2 separate regions of the Zea mays genome follow, and region 1 is linked to region 2. A link is a contact called in public Hi-C data. All regions are on one chromosome and are shown on one strand. Each heading gives the region's core, a stretch centred on a gene start, on an enhancer-like site or on the middle of the called end of the contact. The rest is flanking DNA. Distances are from core to core; before and after follow the strand shown. Region 1 holds the start of LOC103634902 (protein NDL1). Region 2 holds the start of LOC100274322 (UDP-glycosyltransferase 74B1).

What was found. A called contact is a pair of places that touch in the nucleus more often than the background predicts.
Region 1: a contact with region 2 is called in a Hi-C map of ear, with 1.8 times the contacts expected there. The contact joins the promoter of LOC103634902 here to the promoter of LOC100274322 in region 2. A contact is called at or near these places in 2 of 25 Hi-C or Micro-C datasets (ear and endosperm).

The regions. Positions count from the first base shown.
Region 1 is chr8:20,921,574-20,927,687 of Zm-B73-REFERENCE-NAM-5.0, forward strand. It overlaps LOC103634902 (protein NDL1), which reads left to right and starts at 1,835. Exons shown (of 11, transcript XM_008657476.3): 1 at 1,835-2,206; 2 at 3,087-3,186; 3 at 3,293-3,390; 4 at 3,522-3,610; 5 at 3,703-3,763; 6 at 3,850-3,936; 7 at 4,042-4,119; 8 at 4,242-4,298; 9 at 4,413-4,468; 10 at 4,560-4,695; 11 at 4,811-5,346. The coding sequence starts at 2,147. The coding sequence ends at 5,032.
Region 2 is chr8:20,575,721-20,581,885 of Zm-B73-REFERENCE-NAM-5.0, forward strand. It overlaps LOC100274322 (UDP-glycosyltransferase 74B1), which reads left to right and starts at 3,483. Exons shown (of 3, transcript NM_001360567.1): 1 at 3,483-4,233; 2 at 4,426-4,810; 3 at 5,073-5,619. The coding sequence starts at 3,526. The coding sequence ends at 5,410.

The DNA of each region.
Region 1 (6,114 bases), core at 585-3,084, 340 kb after region 2:
CATTCATGTTGTTCACGACGTATTTGTAATATTATAAAATATGCTGTTGACTAAGTATGGAAAGAGTTTAGAGCCAGCACACATTTTTTTTTCTTTCAAAAACGGCCGTAACTAAAACCTGGTGCCAATAACTAATTTTAGAGCGTATTTATCACCATTACTTGGATGAAAACGGTTTCGGAATTTTTCGGAATTCCGGAAACCGTTTTCGATTTTTTCCGATCGGAATCGTCGGTATCGGTATTTCTCGGAATCGGAATCGGTCATCGGAATTTTAGATCGGAATCGGTATCGAAATCGGTATAGCCCTTTACCGACCGTTTTGTTCGGTTACCGTTTTGGATCGGAATTTACCGAATTCAAAATTCGGAATTTACCGAAACTCATGGCCCAGCCCAATTTCTAAAATCTAAATTCACAACTCAGACGGCCCATGGGAGCAAGCAGCCCAGCAGGCCTCCACAGCTCATCTGTCGTCGGCCACCACAGTCCACTTCTAGTCTTTCGTTGCCCTCGCCCAGGCACAGCCGCCGCACGCCTGCACGGCACAGCAAGCACTGCATAGCGACACCGCCCACCGCCAGTCGCCACTGCTCAGCTCGACGCTCCATGGCGTGCCCCTAAATCCCGTGACGGTGTGACTCATCTTCCTCCTCTCCTCTCTGCCGGACCACGGACGGACGAACTGTCCCCAATGCCCCAATCCAGTAAGTAATCTGTAATCCCTAATACACGCACAGACTGCCGGACGCACTCATGCACGCACAGACTGCCGGACGCACTGAGCCGCCATGGACGCACTTCAGTCCTCCTCCTGTCGCTGCTCTTCCTCCTCACGCGCCCGACGCATCCGTGGCTTGCTCGATCAGTTCATATGCCGGTCCCGCCGTTCTGGTTCTGTTCTGGTTTCGGGATTGAAGTCTGCTTCGTACCCTGGAGGCTGGAGGCTGCAGTTTGCACATGGCAAATGTGATCCAGTGACCTCATTATCCAGACGCAATCGCATCGCTATCAATGCCTCGCGCTTGACGACGCTGCATTGTTTGACCTTTTTGCTATAAAGCATGGAAGTAGAACACCGTAGTCCACCGTTCAAGCTACAGGAAACAAATGGTAGATATTTTTTATGCGCAGAAAATGCTTACCAGTTTTTTTAATGATTAGTCACATTGATGCTTTACTGAGTGCCATATCATGGGCTTTAAAGTATGTGGGGGTGTTCATATAAAATACTACGGAGTAATAACACATATCCAAAACATGTGTTATCTAAAACAGGTGTTTGCTCAAACAAAAATCCGATAAAAAAAAGGAAAATGTGAAGGTGTGATCTACTCTAATGTCACAATTTTTATTTGCAGTGATACGCTCTAATGGCTAGTGAAGGTGAAGCTTCACCTCCATGAAAGCGTATGTTTTTTATATTGATATAGTTACCGATTGTATTTTAGATTCCGACCGATACCGATGTTTTTTTTGTACCGAACTTCCGTTTTCGATGATTCCGAAATACCGATGTCGTTTTCGTTTCCGAAATTACCGTTTCCGATTTCGTTTCCGATAAAAAATATGGAAACGGTAACGGTTTTAGTGTTTTCCGATCGTTTCCGACCGTTTTCATCCCTAACAAGATTTCATCCCACACCATATTTTACTAAAGCTGAAAACACTTTCCTCCAACCCAAAAAAAAAGAGACCATCCCCGCGGTTACCACAGGTGTAAACGCCTTTCACGAGGGGCAAACGTGGGGGTGCCCCTAGCAAGCGACCTGTCCGAGCTGTCGCCTGTCGGTACCACGCCTAGCAAAGCAAAAAAAGTAATAAAAGGGCCCGCAGATTAGTCAAACGCGGAACCCTCTGTGACAGGTGGGCCCTTGCCCCTCAGGCGCATTGTTTTTTTTTGTGTCTCTGGCGCCGTTGGGTGGGGCACCGTGGGCGGTGAGCTGACCGCCGCGCCGTCGGTGGGCGTGGGTTGGGGGTGGGGGTGCTTATTCTGGGCGGCTCCGCCTCCACGTATATATTACACGCGCGCGCATGTACGCGAAGAATTTTAGTGGGGAGCCAACGAAGGCAAGGCAAGCCAGACCAGCAGCGGGGGAGAGAGGAGGCAGAAGGAGATTCTAGGGAGTTAAGGGAGGCGACCGCCATGGGGGACTCCAGCGACTCCGTGTCGGTCGACGTCGAGCGGATCTTCTTTGGCGGCAAGGTCCGTGCGCGGCCTCCTCCCGCTTCTCTTATTTTTGTTTGTCCCATTTCCGATTGGGCTGGGTGCATTCGTGTGGGGAGGGTTTGAGTTTGGTTCGTCGCCCTGGGGTTTGTGCTTGCTCTTTCTCGCCTAGGCCTAACTATTGCGGCGGGTCCGATAGGGGTGTTTGTCATTAGAAGTTCATGTTCCCTCTTTTTCTCTGTTCTCTATTATTAGCGGCAATGCTTGTAAATTGGGGATAAGAGGATTAGCTATTGCGGCGTGATGGTTCCCCACTTCCCTGGTGTGTGTGGCACTGCTTTCAATGTGTACCTATGATGTGGGCATGTGGTTGTAATTGAGAGAATGAGAGCCCCAACTGTCTGTGGTTGATGATGTTAAGAACAGGAAGGCCGACAGGTTAGGTGGCACGAAATTTAGGGGTTTTTTAAGAGCAGGACAAAACCGAGAAAAATCATGACTAAAGGTAAAAATATGAGAGCATCAGCTTAAAAAACCTTTTTTATTTCTAGTGAATAATTTTTATTTCCTCCATTTCATTTTATTTTAATACATAAATTTTTTAATATGGAAACTAAAACTATATTTTAGTTGTTGCATTTAATAATTTAGAGGCTAAAATAAAATATAATAGAGAGACTAAAAATTAGTTACTAGAAACCAAATACCCCTTAGTTGTTTATTGCTAATGCAACTCCTGCCCTTTTTACGCGGCAATGCCTGGCGATTATCAGTATCAAGGGGAAAGTTGTTTGGTCAACTGATGAGAATTAGATGTAATAATAATGTGGCGTAATATGTCTGATTGTGTTATTATTTCTCTGTATGGTACTGAACCCTGATGATCCTAAACGTGTGCATCTGACTCGTGTTTCCTCAGGGGCATCGAGTGAGGACGAGGCACGGCCCTCTATCGGTTTCTGTATACGGAGACGAGGACAAGCCCGCGCTCGTAACTTATCCGGATTTAGCCTTGAATCGTGAGTGCGTTTGTTGCCTCTAGATTTATTTGTAAAGAACGCAATCGTTTTTCATAGATACAGTACAACAGCTTAATACGCTGGGAAAACTCTTCCTGTTCGGTAGACATGTCTTGCTTCCAAGGATTGTTCTTCTGTCCAGAGGCTGCGTCGCTGTTGCTTCACAATTTCTGTGTGTACCACATCACACCTCAAGGGCACGAGGTCAGTTATGATGTGTGTGTGTGTTTTCTTGCTTTGATTAATCCAGTCAACCTACCATTTGTCATTCTTTTTCATGTTAGGTTGGGTTCTTACATGGTTGTTGTTATTATTGTGCATGTTAAGTATTGCAGTTAGGAGCGGCTCCAATTTCAGCTGATGTGCATGTGCCGTCTGTCGATGACCTTGCAGATCAGGTCGCTGATGTCCTCGATTTTTTCAGGTAGCATTTCATATCAGGACATTTGCTGAATTCTGTGTTGCTACTTCGGTTTTGGTAGAGGTGGTCTTGTAATCTCAATTTCCTCTTTGCAGTTTGGGTTCGGTCATGTGCTTGGGTGTCACCGCTGGTGCCTATGTGCTCACCCTCTTTGCGGTAAGTGTGACCTCGAGACGACTAGCTCTTGTATTGTTTCCCTGTTGAGCGCTTGCTAAGAACGATATGTGTTTTTACCTTCGCAGACGAAGTATCGGGAGAGGGTTCTTGGCCTAATGTTGGTTTCACCTGTATGCAAAGCCCCCTCTTGGAGCGAGTGGTTGTACAATAAGGTTGTAACCACCTACTTCAGTTATTTCAGATGCCGTATGTCCTTTCAATTATTCATTTCACCGTGCAATGTTTCAGAGTGTTAACCTCAGAATCCGGTGTCCCAGGTATTGTTAAACTTGCTTTATTACTATGGGACGCGTGGGATAGTCAAGGAAAGTTTGCTTCAGCGGTATTTCAGCATGGTACTTCTGAATTCTGATCCCCCTCTTCAACTTTCGTCTTCGCTTTCTCGAGTTCTCGCCCATATTCGGAGGGAGTAGGGTGCTTGTTACCCAGATTCACTCAGGACTGATGCATTGTGCAGGACGTCCTTGGTAACGGACAGGATCCAGAATCAGAGATTGTCCAAGCCTGCAGAAGTGTTAGTATCAACCTCCTTCATTTTCTCTAGTGCTGTTAAAACAGGATGGGCTATTATATTTATATCACCTGCTATTTGGAAATGAAATTGAAAACATGGTAATCTTCTGTGCAGTTACTTGACGATAGGCAGGGGACTAATGTCTGGCGGTTCCTTCAGGCAATTAATAGGTAACAAGAATGTATCTTTGTTTTGCATGGCCTGAACAGACAAAGGAATGGTGATCTGAATGATAAAAAAACTGACTACTCTGTTCATCAGGCGACATGATCTAACAGAATCGTTGGAGAAGCTTCAGTGCCAGACGCTGATTTTTGTTGGGGAAAACTCACAGTTCCATGCTGACGCTGTCCACATGACCACAAAGCTAGACCGGAGATACTGCGCCCTAGTCGAGGTAACATACAGTTCAAAAAATTGACGTTACAGTTTGATCTCTACGGCACACAGAGGAGTATAAGGAGGATGGCTGAGGGTTTTTTTTTTGTGTGTGTGGTGTTAAAATCGTGCAGGTTCAGGCATGTGGTTCACTTGTCACAGAAGAGCAACCCCATGCGATGGTGATCCCGATGGAGTACTTCCTTATGGGATACGGGCTTTACAGGCCATCGCAGCAGGAAAGCAGCCCCCGGAGCACACTGAGCCCGTTCTGCATCTCGCCCGAGCTTCTGTCGCCGGAGAGCATGGGAGTGAAGCTGAAGCCCATCAAGACGCGCATCTCACGTAACGTTTAGTGTGGGGTGGATCTCGGTTGGCCATGGCATATTGGCATGGCAATCACAACTCATCAAAGTGAAGGACTCCCTTGGGCTGAGCTGATCAACCACGAAATTTTGATGCCTTTCGGCATCTAGCGTGAGAAGATTTACAGGGTGAAGGCAATTTTTGTCGATGCAGGGAGGTTGTAGATAATGAGGGGGAATGGTTGTTTGTTCATATACATATATGTGTAAGTTAGTACACATGTACACCTAAACACGGCATCGTTCCATACAGTACAGAATACAGAGAAAGAAAATGGGAAAGCTGAATCGTCGTCCGATACTGACATGAACTCTCAAGCCCGAGGACATTGTGTTAAAATATAGCAGTTGAAGCTTCAAACAAAAAATGCGTCTTTCAGATTCATGATTAAGGTTCTGTTTAAAAGCAACCCAGTATATAAGATATCAGTTTTTATCTTTTAGCTAGGGAGAATCTAGTTTCTTGGTTTTTTAAGAAACTATGAATCTAATTTATATAAACTGAGACATAAACTGGTATGTTTGGAACCACCTTAATTTCTATAAATCGGTTCTTAAAAAATTTTATAAACCAATTTCTTAAAAACTGGGTGCTTCAAAGCGGTCCCTAATTAATGGCCATATGAACTCGAGTGCTCAGCATCCATTCACAGCCAACACAACATTACAAAAGGCTAAAGCACAACGGTAGTTGTAAAGCCCAAAATTTTGATTAAAAAATAATAAAAATAATAACAAAATAAATAAATAGAAATATTATGTAAGGTTTTAAGATTATGGAGCTATTGGAGATTACTTGATTTTGTGCATATTTAATTAATGGAATTTTATTAGTCAAATAACAAATAAATAAAAACAAGAATATGCATCTCATGCTGAAGTTTTCTTGTATGTTGCAATTGCATTCAAATCCATGAGACAAGTTTAAGTTAAAGATTAGACTTTGAAATTGGAAATAGGAAAGAAAAAAGGGGAAGGAAAAGAATATATATATATATATATATGTATATGTATGTGTGTATATATAAAAATATAAATATATAAATGCATCTCTACAGGTTGGAACTTTATAG
Region 2 (6,165 bases), core at 2,233-4,732:
CCGATAGGGACGTTTTGACGGTACGAACGACAATTGGCGTTCAATTGAATTTTGCATTCGTTCGTGCAGCCCATGTCTTCCCCGTGTAGACAACTAAACATATGCTTAGTAAAGATCAATGCACGAACAAAACGACAAGGGCATCCAATTAGACAAGTGCACCGTGTTGTTGACGAATTACTTAGTACTACCGAGAAAAGGCTCCCTCCGTGCATCTTTGCAGATTAGAGAAGATAAATTGTGTTGGAAACAACCTCTATTTGGCTATTTCACACGTGACCAATATGTTGCGCGCGCAGTGGTGGTCAGCAAACGGAACATTCGTAGCTGTATATATATCCATTCACACAGTTTATTTGTACTATATGTCTATACGCGTTTCCTCCCCCCAACCCCCCAAAAAAACTGATAAAAGCGCGTCCTTTTAACAATTTCTATCTTGTACCATAAATCAGTTTTACCACTGATAGATTGAAGGGTCATCCATGTTAAGTAACCCTAATTAAGGTTATATGGTCAAATACCAATTTTACCACTGAGGGTCTCACGTCTCTATATAAAGAAATTTGTACCCTCTCATAAGAGAATAGAAAAAAAAGAGGCAAGAGACCAAACCCTATATATTGTGTCTCATTTGTTCTCTGAGTGTACGGATTGCTGGGGAAGGGAACAGGATTCTAGGACTTCTCGCGCCTCTACTGCTGACAGGAGGGAAGAGAGCGGATCTGGTAATCTGTGGCAATATAGTCCTCAACACGTTATCAGCACGCTTTACCTCGACATTGCTGCGGGATTAGATCTGCATCAACTCTTCGTCAAGTCGAACTGTCCTACGCGATAGGCTTCAATTCTCCTCTATGTAATTAAGCGGTATGTATCACGTTGAGGATGAAATCTTGTACTGCTATTCAGAGAGAAAAATAAAATAGCATCGGGGCCATGCTGCGCGCTGGCACCCATGCCCGCGCCAGCAGTCACGCCGGGGGGGGGGGGGGGGGGGGGGGCGTAGCCATGCCGTGGCAGGGCCCGCATGTCACGCCGCACACCGGAGGTCGTACGCCGCATTGGAAGAGCGTCCATCCGCGAGGGGCCACGCCTGGCCAAGCGAGGGCGGCTGGTCTGGGGCGTGGCGCACCAACTCGGGACCGCTTTCTCGCGGTGCATCGACCGTGGTCGAGCCCGTATCCGATCAAATTCACGCTAATCTGAGGCAGGCACGTAGGCCACAGCTGGGGACATAGAAAAGCGGCAGGCGAGCAGCACCTGGAGCAGCTCCGCCGCCGCGGTGCCCTTGCGCCGCACGGGTGCGTGGTGTGATGGTGCCCAGAATGTGCTGGCACACACCACGATCGCCTGCTTCATGACGTGGTGGCAACACAATGGAAGAGAGAAAACAGACTAAGTCAGAGGGGTTGGCTATACAAGTGGATCTGAAACAGTGAGAGTGGGAACCGTGGCTACATGTGAAAGCCCCTGGTTGATTGAATGATAAAAAAAATCTCATGTGGTCCCCACTTTGCATGCCTTCCAATCCAACCCCTATTTTTCCTCCGACATGGCGACATCCCATGAAAAGCAGATCTGCTTGCATGTGCAAGCCATGTCAGCGGCTAGAAATATATTTATTTCAAACATCTACTACATATTGGTGTCCATGTCCATCCCAAGTGCAGACTATGATGGACAACCGGTGTTTATACCTACTAGATGGGATGTAATTTGCCAACCTAATGAGTTAGATGGGTTAGGCATTTTGAATTTAGAGGTACAAAATTAATGTCTCTTAAGAAAATGGTTGAATAAACTTCTCAATGAAGAAAGAATGTGGCAATCCTTTCTGAGAAGAAAATATCTGGTCAATCAAACCTTATCCCAGGCACAACAAAGGGCCACATGTTCACACTTTTGGAGTGGCCTTATGAAAATTAAGGATTTATTCATCAGTAAAGGTACCTTTCAAGCACATGATAGGTCCCAAGTGCGTTTCCAGGAGGATGATTGGTTTGGGTTGGAAGCATTAAAATATTGATTTTCGCTTCTATATAACTTAGCAAGGAGGAAGAACGTAACAGTGTCCTTAAACATATCCTTTCGTAGGGGTTTGGTACACCAGTTGAGAGTCCAGTTGTTTCAACTAGTGACACTGGTGGCACATACTAATTTGGATATTAATAGGGACCCGTTTAGATGGAACTTGACTACTAATGGGTTGTTTACTGTTTAGGAACTCTCAGCAGTGGGGTGGAAGTGGATAACAAGGAACTTTGGAAACTTAAGATACCTTTGAAAATAAAAGTTTTATGTGGTACATCAAAAGAGGTGTAACTTTTACAAAGGATAACTTGGCTATCAGGAATTGGAATGATAATAAGACCTATTGCTTTTGTAGCAGACTGGAGACAATAAAACATCTGTTTTTCAGGTGCTCATATGCGTCTTTCATATGGCGTTTGTTACAGATAAATACGGGGTCGAGACCTCCTCGGGATGCTAATGAATTGTTTGGGGTCTGGGCGAGGGGGCTGCTGGTAAGATCATGCCACTAACTATTAATTGTTGCATTTGCACTTCGTTGGGCTACTTGGTGAAGCAGGAATGATGTGGTTTTCAATAAATGGTCTCCTAAATCTTGTTTGCAGGTAATCTTTAGGACAACTTATTGGTGCCTGCTTCTAGACCTAGCTTTAGCCTAAAAGGGAGGACCAAAAGTTAATAAAAGTCTTCATGTCGTAATGTGGAGATGGTGCTACTACATTTCCACAATTTTCGGATGGAGATCTTTGTTGCGTTTAACTTTGTAGTAGCTTTGATTTAGTATTGGGTGTTTTTGATGAGATCGTGTGATGGGTCAAGACAATATGCTGCCTTCGGTTGTAATAATTGGTCATAACCTCGTTTGAGACCAAGTTCGAACTATGTTTTCGTTATCTAAAAAAAATTAGCATAGACAGATGCAATCTATAATGGCACAACATCACAGATATAAAAAAGATAACATATTTGAGGAGTGACCACAATCAAATCATGACTGCACAAGGCATAGACAGATTCCATTTATTTGGTAACGAGATTAGTAGCATAGAGATTGCAGTTCAAACAATTTAAGTTTTAGAAAAATTTTGCGTCGCTATGTCAGGTGGTCTTTGTGGCAAATCCGAAAGAAAAAGCGGAAGATGACAGGAACCACGCTAGCAATTCCGGAGGTACAAGACAACTAAAAGTCGAAGATGACAGGAACCACGCTAGCAATTCCGAAAAGAAAAGCGTATTTTTGTTGGCTTGGAGCCAGGAAAGAAAGAAAGAAAAGGCTGGACAGACAACTCCATCAACAACCAAAAAAAACGTGCTACGACACCAGTCAATGGTCAACTCCGACTTCGACTTTCCAAGTTCCAACGAACGAGAAAACTTGCGCGCCACGCCGCTGTGCCTCCACCCACAGCAAAGGAACGCCTTATTTATTTACTCCAGGGCCCAGGCTCTGATCACTACGAAGTGCGAACTCAAAGCTGAAGACAACAAACCATGGGGAGCACAAGCACGAGCGCCACCTCGTCTTCCTCCTCCTCTGCTGCCAGCGGCCCCGGGGGCGGCGGCGGCGCACACGTGCTGCTCCTGCCGTACCCTGGCGCGCAGGGCCACACGAACCCGCTGCTCCAGTTTGGCCGCCGCCTCGCCTACCACGGCTTCCGCCCCACGCTCGTCACCTCCCGGTACGTACTCTCCACCACGCCGCCCCCAGGGGAGCCCTTCAGGGTGGCAGCCATTTCCGACGGCTTCGACGGCGGCGGCGCGGCCGCGTGCCCCGACATCGCTGAGTACTATCGCCAGCTCGAGGCCGTGGGTTCGGAGACGCTGGCGGAGCTGATCCGGACGGAGGCCGCCGAGGGCCGGCCCGTGCGCGTGGTGGTTTACGACCCGCACCTGCCGTGGGCGCGCTGGGTGGCGCAGGCGGCCGGGGTGCCGGCGGTGGCGTTCCTGTCGCAGCCGTGCTCCGTTGACGTCATCTACGGGGAGGTGTGGGCGGGGCGGCTGCCGCTGCCCGTGGTGGACGGGAAGGAGCTGTTCGCGCGCGGGCTGCTGGGTGTCGACCTCGGGCCCGACGACGTGCCGCCGTTCGCGGCCAGGCCAGACTGGTGCCCCGTGTTCCTTCGGGCGACGGTGCGGCAGTTCGAGGGGCTGGAGGACGCCGACGACGTGCTCGTCAACTCATTCCGCGACATCGAACCCACGGTGAGAGAGGTTACCGTACCGCGCGTCACCACGGCCGGCACGGCACCTGTTTGCTGTTTTGCTCAAGTGAATTTTCGCTGCTGAAGCAAGCAAGTCCATGATTGCTCTGTTGTTTCCTTTGATTCCACTTCGCCATCACAAGATTGATTTTCTTTTTTTGACACATTTTTGCGTTGCTAATTAACTGAGCAGGAGGCAGATTATATGTCCCTAACATGGCGCGCGAAGACAATAGGCCCAACGTTGCCATCATTTTACCTTGATGATGACCGCTTTCCGTTGAACAAGGCCTACGGATTCAACCTCTTCAGCAGCAGCGACTCATGTCTGCCTTGGCTTGACAAGCAGCGTCCGCGTTCTGTAGTTCTCGTATCCTATGGAACTGTTTCAGATTACGACGAAAATCAGCTAGAAGAGCTTGGCAACGGGCTGTACAGTTCTGGCAAACCATTCATTTGGGTTGTGAGGTCGAATGAAGAACACAAGCTGTCGGATGAGCTTCGCGACAAGTGCAAGGAGCGCGGCCTTGTTGTCTCTTGGTGCCCACAGCTCGAAGTTCTTGCACATAAAGCTACAGGTAATATATGGGAAATGGTTATTCTCTTACTCTTACGGGCTTGTTTGGATGCTATAGTATTCATCTCAGCACATATTGGTTGAGGGGGTTTCGGGTGTAAATTAAACTAATTTACACCTTAATCTACCTTAACTTATATACATTGTACTAAATACTAGAGTATCCAAATATAGCTTATATATATATATATATATATATATGAGGAAAAATGAGACAAACTGGCAAGGAATGTGAAATTTAGTTGCGTATTTCAAACATGCAGGCTGTTTCTTCACGCACTGTGGATGGAACTCGACACTAGAAGCGATTGTTAATGGCGTGCCAATGGTGGCAGTACCACACTGGGCTGACCAGCCGACCATATCGAAATACATGGAGAGCGTGTGGGGCTTGGGTGTCAAGGTGCGCAAGGATGAGAAAGGCTTGGTGACGAGAGACGAGGTGGCGAGGTGCATCAAGGATGTCATGGATGGGGATAGAAAAGATGAGTACAGGATGAATGCCAATGTGTGGATGAAAAAGGCCAAGGAAGCTGCACAGTACGGAGGGAGCTCGGACAAGAATATTGCTGAATTCGTCGCCAAGTATTCATCAAGTTAGTTGTCAAACAGATTTTTTGTGTATCTACAAGAGCCTATTTTCACGACCCAGAATCTGCGTCATAAGTTAGCAGCTTTACCGCTGCGCTCCCGCCTTTGAAACGTTGTCATAAGTTAGTACTCCAATAAAAATTACACACACACATATATATATATATATATAATACTGTTATGCACCCTTTGAAACGTTGTAAGCATACAGAATTGCACATTTGGGACTCAACGTAGTGCTTCACAATATTGCCATCCGAAATATTTACTTAGTAAAAAAGAGATTACAAACATCTTCTAATTGATGATACTACCATTTACTGTATAATCTTTCTTTTATTATTTCTTTTCCCTGCATTTTGTATGTAAGGAGATCAAATTATCTTTGTGCATGCGTTCTATGTTCTGTCTCCAAGCTGTTATGAACGACAATCACGATTCAGCAGCCAAAAGAGGGCTCGGTACCATTGCGCCGCCACAATTCCCCCTCGCCCCCCCCCTGCGCGTGCTTAGCCCCACTCCACGCCCACAATTTCTATATAGAATACCACATCACTCAGCTTGGGGGCACCACAAATTTCAGTACTTGATAGGCTAGCTCGACCAGATTGAAAATTCCACAATCCGGTCTTGAGGCACAAGATCAGCAGTCATGTCAGAATATTCAGTCCCAAAGGCCGACAGATCCAACACGGAGACATATTGTGAAAACCCTTGCATTTGTAACACCTGAGTCACTTACTACAATAAGTTCTAAAAATTAGA